2 separate regions of the Hordeum vulgare genome follow, and region 1 is linked to region 2. A link is a contact called in public Hi-C data. All regions are on one chromosome and are shown on one strand. The core of a region is the stretch at or near the end of the contact, and the rest is flanking DNA. Distances in the headings are between cores, read along the strand shown.

The links. A called contact is a pair of places that touch in the nucleus more often than the background predicts.
Region 1: a Hi-C map of seedling shows a contact between it and region 2, with 4 times the contacts expected there. The contact joins the promoter of LOC123409854 here to the promoter of LOC123408703 in region 2. A contact is called at or near these places in 3 of 6 Hi-C or Micro-C datasets (leaf and seedling).

Annotation. Positions count from the first base shown.
Region 1 is chr7H:165,478,153-165,484,249 of MorexV3_pseudomolecules_assembly, forward strand. It overlaps LOC123409854, which reads left to right and starts at 2,749. Exons shown (of 2, transcript XM_045102724.1): 1 at 2,749-3,056; 2 at 3,615-5,770. The coding sequence starts at 3,719. The coding sequence ends at 5,404.
Region 2 is chr7H:164,747,959-164,753,758 of MorexV3_pseudomolecules_assembly, forward strand. LOC123408703 (probable protein phosphatase 2C 66) reads right to left here and starts at 3,282. Exons shown (of 5, transcript XM_045101757.1): 1 at 2,846-3,282; 2 at 656-1,036; 3 at 393-510; 4 at 1-193. The coding sequence starts at 3,124.

The DNA of each region.
Region 1 (6,097 bases), core at 1,499-3,998, 730 kb after region 2:
CTGGCTTATTACGGATGATAGACTACTCATATCAATAAGGAATTCCTTCTTTTCTGGGAGCCCAGTCGAACAGATCTCCCAGGTTAAGCGTGCTTGGCTTGGAGTAGTTTTAGGATGGGTGACCGACCGGGAAGTTGATCTCGGGTGCGCACGAGCGAGGACAAAATGCGCAGAAAAGACTAGTACTGTGTCCCGACGAGGACGTTGGTTCCTCTGAGTGGTGGTGTATGTGATAGCCTGGCTTATTACGGATGATAGACTACTCATATCAATAAGGAATTCCTTCTTTTTCGGGAGCCCATTCGAACAGAACTCCGAGGTTAAGCGTGCTTGGCTTGGAGTAGTTCTACGATGGGTGACCGACCGAGAAGTTGATCTCAGGTGCGCATGAGTGAGGACAAAGTGCGTAGAAAAGACTAGTATTGATATGTGGGGCCAGTCTAGATCTCGCCAGGAGTAACAACCGCCGGGGGTGTGTCCGGGGGATTACAGCCCCGGTCTTCGGCGGCTCCCCCGGTTGTCTCGCGTTGCCGTCGCCGCCGCTGGCTCTTACGGTGCTTCCAGGGGTGGGAGTGCCTCTCGGCTGGTGCGGTCGGCCGCCCGAGCTTGACGCGGTAGCGCCCCGGACGCCAAGCCCAAGCCTTTGTCGCGCTCGCATTGTGGTCGCCAGCTACAGGGCTGGGGTGTACCGGGCCATTGCCCCGTCGATTGCCCCAGAAGCCCTCACTGATGTGTGGGGCATTAGATTACTACTAAAAATCAGAATCTTAGGCATTACAGCCCCGGTCTTCGGCGGCTCCCCCGGTCGTCTCGCGTTGCCGTCGCCGCCGCTGGCTCTTACGGTGCTTCCAGGGTGGGAGTGCCTCTCAGCTGGTGCGGTCGGCCCCCCGAGCTTGACGCGGTAGCACCCCGCACGACAAGCCCAAGCCTTTGCCGCGCTCGCGTTGTGGTCGCCAGCTACAGGGCTGGGGTGTAGCGGGCCATCGCCCCGTCGATTGCCTCGGAAGCCCTCACTGATGTGTGGGGCATTAGATTACTACTAAAAATCAGAATCTTCTTGTGGCAATGGATCCGGGGCCGGGTACGCCTCTGGGGTGGAGGTGCTCAAACGCAATGGCCCTGGAGATGGGATCTTTCCTCAGTGCGACGTGGTGGAGGACTCCAATCACATCTTCTTCACTTGCGCACTCCTCAATTCCTCTGGAGTTGCTTTCACGACACCGTTATTGGGTTTGGGTGTGGGTGTGTTTGTTTCTTGAGGCTTGTTGAGTTGTGCCCTCACCAAAACCCTTTGGTGGTGTTTTGTGATATTTATGTGTGTGCGTGTGTGTGTGCTGAACGTGTATCATATGTTGTGATCTGGCGATTTTCTTTATTTATAAAGCTAGACAAAAGCCTTTTTCGGTATCTATAAAAAGCAGTATGGAGTATATCTAAAAAAATAGTATGGAGTATAACAGAAAAGTACACTATGAAGTATTCCCTCAATTCTTAAATATAAGTCTTTTAAGAGATTTCATTATGAACTACATACGGATGTATATAGACATAATTTAGAGTATAGATTTACTTATTTTACTTTATTTTTTAATTTTCAATGAAATCTCTTAAAAGACTTATATTTAAAAACGAAAGGAGTACATGGTACTACATTTTCGTTCGTATAACATGTGATTTCGATCAAGCGGTCGTCGCCTCAACGTCGTTCTTCAATAAGCGGTGGAGCACTAGAACGTGCTACTAATATACTTCATGCATTCGTGGTGAGGACTTGCTACAAACCGAAGATACGGAAGACAACGCCGATGTCGGTTGCTGCATGTGTTGTTTCACTGTCTCGCTGGTGGCAAAGAATATTTAGGATGACGCCGGTCCGTTGACGCTCGCCGGTGATGAAGGACTTAGATTGAAAGCATAGATAATAAAGACTGCACCTTTATTTGAACAAGAACCATCATGATTTCCTTCCACACTTTGCACTCTCTTAATCTTTCTCGCGCCAACAGGTGGGACCTTAATAAATGTTGACGTGTCACGCTCGGTACGTAGTAGTAGTATACGTGAATAGTATGTGTGACCATATGTCAGGACTGGCATAACAAGTTTGAGGACCGTATTGACACATATTAACAAGTACTGGAATTGTACTGATACATTTTCTGAGTTTGAGGACCGTTTTGGACCTAGCCAACAAGTTTGGGGGCAATGACCCTGTTTGGATGCTAGGGTTAGAGTTAGAGTTGGTTAGATTGAACTCATCTAACTCTCAAAAATCCAAACAGGTGGGTTAGAGTTGGTTAGATGGATCTAACCCATCCAAAAAATCTAACCCACCCAAGAGGTGCTTTTTTGGGTTAGAGTTAGATGAGGTCCAGAAAAAGTTACTTTTCTCTCTCCCTCCGCCACACAAAATTTTAGATGAATGAGCCAAATGATTGAAAAAATGCATTTATTAACAATCTAACCCTTTCATCCAATTACCTTTTTGATTAGAGTTAGTTCAGTGTTAGTCTAGAGGTAAAATCTAACCTCTAACCAAGTTAGAGTATTAAAACAGGTCCAATGCATTTTACTCGCTGGATCGCACAGCTGCGCAACGATCGGCCCAAATTTAGGGCCGGCGCGTCCGCGCCTATCAGCCCCCTTTTCATAAAATAAAGAAGCGGAAAACCAGGGAAACAGTGAAGGAAAGCAGTTGTTGCTGGTGACAGCAGTAAACGTCGCTCCTATTTCCACATGACACAAAATGGGGGCAAAGCACCAGCGCGGCGGAAACAGTACCGCGGCACAGACTGCGCCATCAACACCAGTCCATCTCGCCCCCAGCCCTGGAGGCTCCTCCACTCGCCTTTCCCCTCCCCTCTCCTCCGCCGCCTCCTCTCCCTCGGCGCAGCGTCACCCCCTCGATCCCCCGCTTCGCCGGCCAGTTCGCCGTCTCCTGCCGCGATTCCGCGCGGTGGGGCGGCCGATCCGACCGGGCCCGGTTCGCTGGGTGTGGGCACGTAGCTCGCTCGGATTTGCGGGGAGGATCGGCGGGGGGATCGCACGGTGGGCAGGTTGGTGGCTTGTTTGCTTCGATTATTGCTAAATTGTGCGTGTGACTTCGTGGTGGCCGTGTGGGGGCGCTTGTGCTTCCCGGAATCGCATGCGGTGCATGCGTGTCTCGGGGCTTCAGTTTGTGCTTCAGTTCGTGTAATGTGCGATCCGGTTTTAGGAGGTCCGAATTTTAGGTCGTTTTTTTTTTAGATTTTTCGCTGATGGGATTTGTCTACTGTCTATGTGACTGTATAAGTTAGGCCAACAGAAACAAAAATGTTAGAGAAGATGTCACTGTATAAGTTAGGCCAACAGAAACAAAAATGTTAGAGAAGATGTGATACGTTTTACTGTCTGCAAGAGAAGGGCTAGAAGGAATGATTTATCCAATATGTTGTGTTGTTCATACTTCTGGCATATACAATACAGTAATGCAGGCTTTTATATTTCAGTGGTTTTAGTTCAGCATGCATCATTTTCTGTATGCCAACTCATGAACAGTGTTTTCCAAGTTGAACTATTGGTTAATCTTGGGTGCTATCTTGCTGATATGTGCTTGTTTGCTCCTTTTTTTTCAGAGGGGTCTTCTACTGGATAGTGTGGTATTGTGCTGAAATCACCGTGGACTCTCTTCTGTGATTGTCTCTGATACTGATTGACATATTGGGCCTCTTCTTCATCAATGGGCATTGTGAAGGTTGCAAGTGGTGTGCCTATAGCGAAGAGTGGTTACAGCCGTGAAAATGAGGACCTTACGCAAGAGGAGAGATTACTCCTTGAGAGCTTTCCTAGTCGTGAATCTACTGATGAGTGCGAACATGCGGAGGTCGATTGTGAGCTTGCAATATATGGAGGCAAGCTGTGCAATGTGCCTTATGGGCTTTATGATCTGCCTGAGTTAAAGGACTTACTGTCTCTGGAGACGTGGAACTCATGTCTAACGGAAGACGATAGATTCCGTCTAGCAGCGTACCTCCCGGACATGGACCAACATGACTTGTTTACAACAATGACTGAGCTCTTCAGTGGCAGTGCTATGTTCTTTGGGAGTCCACTTAGAGGTTTTTTTGACAGATTGAACGGTGGATTTTATTCTCCAGAAGTTTCTCGGGCAAGAGAATTACTGATGAACTTTCAGAGACGAAGGTATTATCATTTTCTGAAGTTGTATCATGATGGCATTGTTTGGAAGTTTGCATGCATGGACAAGCTGTGGAGAAGAAGTGTTGCGGATACTAGTCTCAAGGAGAAGATTCACATTTGGCACAACTGGATGCAAGAGAAGCTTCTCACAATTGCAGATCCAAACAGTTCTCCTTTGAGACTATCAAATATTGGTGAGGCTCAAGCTGCCAGTTTTGCACCATTGAAGCGAGCTAAACTTATGGAAGGGACATCAAGTACCAATTGGTCAGCCGAATACAAGGAGATAGTCCATGGAGGAAAACCAGTGGAAATTAGCTCATCAAATAGTCACATTTTTCACCTTCAAGATAAGTCTGGTAAAAAATGTAGCAAAACACCAAAAGTTGTGCTTAAAACAAATGCCGACAGTGATTCCATTGCTGATGGCAATGCAGGAATACATCATACACCAGGACTGATCCCACTCACGCAGCTGGGAGTGCAGGTCTCCACCTTTTCTCCTTATCCTTTTTCACAGCATGTACATAATTTTGCTGTGAATTCATCTTATCCTTTATACATAAACACAAGGAGAAGTTGTTTAGGCAGTTCAAGCTCAAAAGCCTGGCAGTCAGAGGGTGCACTAGAAACTTACCCTATCTTGGTCAAAGGTCCATTTGGAGTCCAGCATGCTGTTTTAGAGGATCTCAAAACAGGCAACCATTCTGCAGCGTTAAGTGGGTATCAGTCAGCAGCTAAACCTATCACAGTATATTCAGATGAAGGAAACGACACAAGAGAATCTTTCCATGAGAAGAACCTTTTGAAGAACTTTGGCCGGCTGGGTGCCATGGTTCCTGAAAGTTCTCCTGGTCTGTATATGAGAACCGCCATTGGCAATGAAATGAACGGATTGACGAAAGTCCCCAACCCAGGAAATCCTGACATTATTTCTGAGATGCTGACCCTTGGTGCAAGTGCAAACCCACCTTATAACTTCCCGATGAAGTCTGAAACCATGCACATACAGCATCATGATGGACTGAAGACGAAGGCACCTCCTTTGATGAACCCTGCTAGAAGAGTTGAAGGACATAGGTTCCCTTACACATACACAAGGAGGAAGCCGCACAGGGGGGTTGACCTCATGGATCCTGTTGAGACGCCGACCATGGTGGGTTCAGAGACAGCGAGTGGGCTGGCTAGCATGGCAAATGTAAAGGCGAAGGGCATCAAACTTTGAAGTTTGCAAGCAACAAACAAGGATATCTGATTATAGAGATGGGAGTTGGCTTAGCATCTAGCTAACATGGTAAATAAGGGTAATGTTTTGCTTCCTGCTGCGAAGTCGAATAGGCTGAAGCCTCCCTTTGTTATGGTATCATGCAGTTGCTCAATAGGACAAGTAGATAGCAATCCTGTTAGATCAAATATGCAAAGCAGTCGAGTCTCACACCTAATTATTTTCCAAGGACACTTTGCTGCAATTATATATTACCTTGGTCCGAAATTACTAACGTATCTAGGTACATTTGTATCTAGACAAATCTAAGACAACTAATTCAGGACAGAAGGAGTACATTCTTATAGGCTCCAGTTTTCTCTGTTATATTTATCTACTTCTGAATTCTGATGTAGTATTATCTCTATTCTCAACTTTCATTCCGTTCAGTCAACACAGTCTCTAATACTACCTCTGTCTGGAATTGCTTGTTGCTCAAATATATGTATCTAGCACTATGACGGGGAGAGTATTACCTCCGTCAACTAGTTGTCTCAGACTTGTCTATATACGGATATATCTAGACATATTTTAGTGTTAGATCTAGACAAATCTAGGTCAACTAATTTGGCGGAGGGAGTATATGTTAACCATTTATATGAAATGGAATGGTACTCAAGAGTACTCATATTTTAGCTATTTATATGAACACTT
Region 2 (5,800 bases), core at 2,032-4,531:
TTTTCAGTAAGACGGCGATATGATATCTGTGGAACAGATATTAAGCCATAATCTTTAAGGCAGAAGTCTCCAAAAGCTCTTGCCATTGCCAATCCAGGAGAATCATTATTCGGCAACCATACCCTTGAAACTTCTGGCTCATCTTGAAGAGCAAAAACCCTTCCTCTGCATTGCTGGATCCTCTCAGCTTCCTCTGTAGAAAAAGAAATGAAGAATGATTATTCAAAGAACAAAAGAAAGTGATCAATCTGGAGAAGTAGCAATAGCCACAACATGAAATGAATCAATGATAGTTCGATCAAGGCATTTATGGGGGAAATGGGAAGAGAACATAACCACACAAAAATACTGATTTTTTTTTTTGAAATACTAAGGGAGAGAAATGAACATACTAGGAAGGTTAGGCTTCAAATCAACAGTGAGTTGTACAGCTGTTAGATTGTTGGCGGCATCCCGTGTCGCCATTACTGCTCTCGAGTCCCCAAGATTTCCAACTACAAGATCCCATCCCTGGAGAATAAGCCATGTCCAGTTCATCCACCAATTTTATTTTATTTTTGCATTCAATCAAAATTATACTCCACCACTTGTTTTAAAAAGCTTCAACCAGTAATTTATATACGAATAATAAGGCATGTCTAGAAGTATCAATCACCTGTTTTACCAATGTGACTGCCGTACTACCACTGCAAAAGCAATCGATCGTAGGATGCATCTTGAGCTCCTTGTCCATCAATTTGAAAGCCTTCAAATAAGACTGTTTAAGTGGAAGGAATGTCTCAGGAAGTGTATCACTCCCTTCAACATCAGCAGACTCACCCCAGTCATCATCAACAGCGGATGTTGTTTCTTCGGAGTTCAAACTTCCGGAAATGCTTCCGTTTAGATGAGGACTAGTGCCCCCATTAGCACTAGTTTTCCATTGTGCGAGTAACTTAACAGGAAGAGAATCTCTAACTTTTTTGGCGACAAAATGACCATATGGACCATGGCCATCAAACACGCCACAGAAGATACTATCACTTGAATTGAAATTCTGCAGTGAAAGCAAGGGAATATCACATAGCTGTCAAGTAATACAATTTACTGCAATATAAGTGTCTGCTTTTCCCTCGGTATCAAGTGATCTAATCAGCTAGTAGTGACTACTGTTATTTCTTACAAGTAAATGCAGCCATGCCCTTACTATTTCACAAAAAGTATCAAAGAGATGGGGCTGAGCCACATTAAACTGTATTGATGAAATCTTACTCGTCTTTTATGCTCATATTTTCACCAAGAAATATTAAGAATATGGTAGAGCGAGCGAGTGACTTCACTGGCATAAAGGATGTCGAGGAGACAAAATGTAGGAAAATTTACCCACTAACGGAATCAGATAATAATACTTCAAATAGTACCTAAGAAACCAGGGCAAAACTCCGTAGCTAGTCGAGGTTAACTCATGGAGCATTATACCATGTGACTAAATAAATTCAGTAGGCTTGTTTCGTAACCACTGGAATGAAGATCTGTAATTTCTGAGATATTACTACATTAAGAAAGTTCTATTACTCACAGTGAAATATGGAAACACGATAAAAATGTAGCTGTCAGTATAACTTAGAAGTACATCTCAAAGAAAGGATGGATATGAGAAAAGACTGTCAAGGACAAGGAATAAAAAGCGGTCGATACAACTAAAGGCGGATTCAATTTCTCTACAAAAAGAAAAGGCTGATTCAATTCAATTCCAACAGAAACACTAAAAATTTGTCAAGGAAGTACCCCCCCGCTCCAATAAAGGAGGTGGTACCTTTTTGCTTTGAATATTAGCAATCAAAAGCACTATTCTGAGAATCTACAGGCATAAACTCTCTTTGCTGTCATCTTAAGTATGACCCTTCATGCATCTTACAAATGATTCTTAGATACTTACATGCATTTTAGCTACTACTAGTTCTCAAGAAATGAAAAATAACAATCCATATTGCACTTCTCTTCAGTTGAACTCCATTTTTTTTTAGGAACAATAATCTTTTCTGAGGAATTAATAAAAAAATTGAGGGGTGTTGAACTCCAGTTGTTATCACAGCCTACTGCTTAAAGAAAGGGGAGTACTTAAGCTGAACTGGCTAATTGAAGGGGATGGACCCTAGATAGAGCAAGCCAGCTATCAATCGCCACAGCCAGTCACTTGGCCCCCCCAATCACATCCATGTTAAGAAAGGAACAAGAACATAGCATTCTTTACATCGAGGAAGAGAACAAAACAAAGAAAGGTACAAACATCTGCCAAGGATCTTGCTTGCACCATGCACAAAGTCTCGAATCAAGCCAAAGGCAAGAACAGTGATTCAATATCACAGCTAGTTCATGTCCCATCTACCGGAGAACACTTTGGTGAAACCGTTAAGAGCACATAGATTTTTTTTTAGCAAACTACTTCTCTTATTGATGCCCAAACAATCTATAAAGCCGAGTCCTAGCATTTGAAACCAGATTAAGAAATGCCCCAACTCCGACCCCACTGGAAATCCAAACTGATAACTATTCTGAAGCAAAATCCCTCTCATTTTCGAACCAAAGACTCCACTGGATGAAGACGCATCTCCCCTTGATTCAAACAACATTGAAATCCAAATCGACCAGCAATCCAGGCGCAAACCAAGTGATTGGCACGAAGCGTTCAAGGAAGACTTCCGAAGGAGAGTAAACGCGAGCAGTTGACTTAGAGAGGCGGCGCTTTGAACCAAGAATACGCCCCTGGACCGAGCGCCGCCGCCGCCGATCGGGACTCCGAACCCACCGGAACAAACCACCAAGCAAGGGGGGGAAAGGCGGTTGCTAGGCGCTGGCAGCTTACCTCCCAAACGACCATGGCGTCCTGGTTGGTGCCCTTCCGCCCCTGCTGCGTGTGGAGGCACGCCGCGGCGCTCGCTCCGTTGGCGCACGTCCTCCCGGCAACCCGCGCGAGCTCCTCCTCGGTCATCTCCCCCTCGCCGGGGAGCTTCTTGCCGCCTCCGCCGCCGGAGAAGAAGGCGCCGCCGGCGGCCGCGCCCTCATGCTCGCCCCGGGGCCTCTTGCGCCACCGCAGCGGCCACGCCGGCTCGTCGCCGGGCTGGGTGGAGAGGCAGGAGCCCATGGCGGCCAATGGGAGCGGGGCAACACGGCGGAGCACAGGGTCGGGTGCGGCAGTAACTGCTGCGCGGCGCGGCGCGGCGCTAATGCTCTGGTGGTTGTAGGGTTTTGATGCCTGATGTTTCCTCGTCTTGTAGGCTCGAGCTTCCCTTTTTGCATCATTTGGTTTGTGTGGCCTTGTTACTGCTTGGAGATTAGGGCTAAAAAAAAGGTTAACAATGTTGTTTTTTTATGGGTGGGGTTAGGTTGGGAGTAGTACAAGTGATTATGTTTAGCATGTAGGAGCCATGGTGTTGCACCTTTTGGGTGAAGGAATCCTAGGATGGGGAAAATTTTACTCCCAAGATAAAATCATCTCCAAGTTATCTTAAATATTTCTTCTAGGCACCTATAGTGATGTGTCTCTGTGTCAATGAATATATATTTTTTGTTTAATGATATGTATGTCAATGAAAATTATTGGGCTGGTTTTGTGTGATAATTTTTCGGAAATTACATAATTTTTGCATCCATTAAAAAATAATTAGAAAAAAGTCGAGCAAAAGCCGGACTATTCAATTAATTATAAAAAAAGAACGAAAAACCATCATAATTGTTGAGCGCACACATAACATACCCCCAAACACCACTTCAAAGAGGGCCTCGCCGAGGCTTGTTCATCACTCTGTCCCTGAAAGGCATCGTCACCATCCCTAAACTCCGAACAAACTACTTCGACTTCATCGAATTGTCAACTCAACCCACATTATAGAAGTCGTGTGAAGCTATAGGAATAACCTCGCCAAAACAAAAACTTGTTAAGAAACTGAGGATGTAGAAAATGTAGGTTTCCAAGTTGGAATTGGATGAGAACTAGGCTGTAGCCTAGTGGCAAGGGAGCGCAGTGGCGTCTCCAGCAACCAGGGTTCGATCCACGTCGGGGACGAATTTCTGGTTTCTCATGAGGGATGCTTCTTCTATATCAATAAAACCATGGGTGCTAGTGCCCATGGAGTTTCATTTTTTCAAGTTGGAATTGGATATATTTTTCGAAAAGGAAGATAACCCCAAGTTGGAATTGGATGTACATGATGGTAAATGAAGAAGAGAAAACTGTGAAGAGCAAATCCAAGTACTGATAGCATTGACACCATGGTAAGGAAGAGCAAATCCAAGTACTGTTGCCGGTATTGGCACACACTATGGATCGAAGCAAGGGCCAAGGGCACAACAAGAAGCAAGCATGTGGGTCTGTCTTCCCAGCACATTGATGGGCACAACGGTACAAAAAGCGCATATGTTTTGTATTTGCAAGGGCCAAAAGAATCTTAAAAATCGATGTGCCATATAAACAAACAGTTTATATTAAGCAGATCCATTTGACAGCGCTTGCTTCCAACACCCCACATGATATACGTGTCCGGGTGTCCCTTCCGCAGATCAGCGATGTGTGCTCTTGCCGGATCAGAAGAAGAAGAAGCGGTACAGATTTCCATCTCCTGGTCAATTCATTGATTTTCTTTTTGAGTGGTTACATTGAGCCGCTGACTACCGGAGATAGCAAGCATCAGTGAAATCTGGTCGTCGTTTCAGACTTCTTTTTCGGTCAGTCCCTTCCAAAGGAAAAGAGAGGCGCTTTTCATTTTTCATCAAGGAGAGGCCGACCTTTTGGTTTTGGCATGTCTTTTCTTGGGTTTCTAGATTGTGATCTTCCCCACAACTATGCACATAGGGACTTGTCTTTTGGCATGAGCCTTTTTGTCTGCACTGGAAGAGGAGATTAGGCTGCTCTCTGTCATCGTTAGCGGGGAATTGGGTCGGCCTGAGTGTCTCTGTCGCTGAGCTTTTGCTTACATGCACAGTGATGCTATGGCAAATTGGCAACCACAGTTGGGTTGACAGCGACACTGCTGTGTACTGTATATCCATGGGTATACCGACGGCTCCTTTCTCTATTTTATGTGAAGACAACTATTTGTATCTTTTAATTGTATTTGCTCTCCTGATGGAGAGGTTGAACCGAAGCCAAGTCAATGGGGGCAGCAGCAAAGTGATGGTACTACTAATCTTGGTCAGAAAAGCGATGCGTGGAAGGAAGCCTGGGGGCGCGTCCAACGTTCAGATAAGCTTTCAGACCTGGACGGTCAAGTAGAGGAATTAAGTATTGATTGGTGGGTTGAGTTGTCAATGCACCACTAGTGATGAGTTTTAATATAGCATCTACTATACTCTTCGCAGCTCGAGCAGTATAATAGTGGTAGCAGCAATCAACCGTACAGAAATCAGAGAATAGTATGTTATTGTTGGCCAAGAAAGATAGAAGAAGATACTCCCGTCCTCACAGAGCTTAACTAGTAACCGAACGGCGGATGTGCGGTTAGAAGAAGAGATGAGAGGAGAAGGTAGTTGGAGCTTGGAGGCAAAACACATTGGCTTTGGACGCGTTTGTTACCTGCATTACCTTCAACCAGATCCACCGGAATAAATCAGCCATCTGGTTGCGTGGCTCGCATATTGGGCCGCATGAATCTTAAAACAGCCTTCAGTCAGGTCCGTTAGGAACAGCGAATCGACAGTCTTCAACGAGCCGGGCTGAAATGATGCAGGGGAGGGAAACGTCGCGCTGCGCACCTGTGGGCAGTAAGATGACGGGAGCGATGGCGCGTCTCTAAAAAAGCGGCGAGACGAATTCGCGTCACCG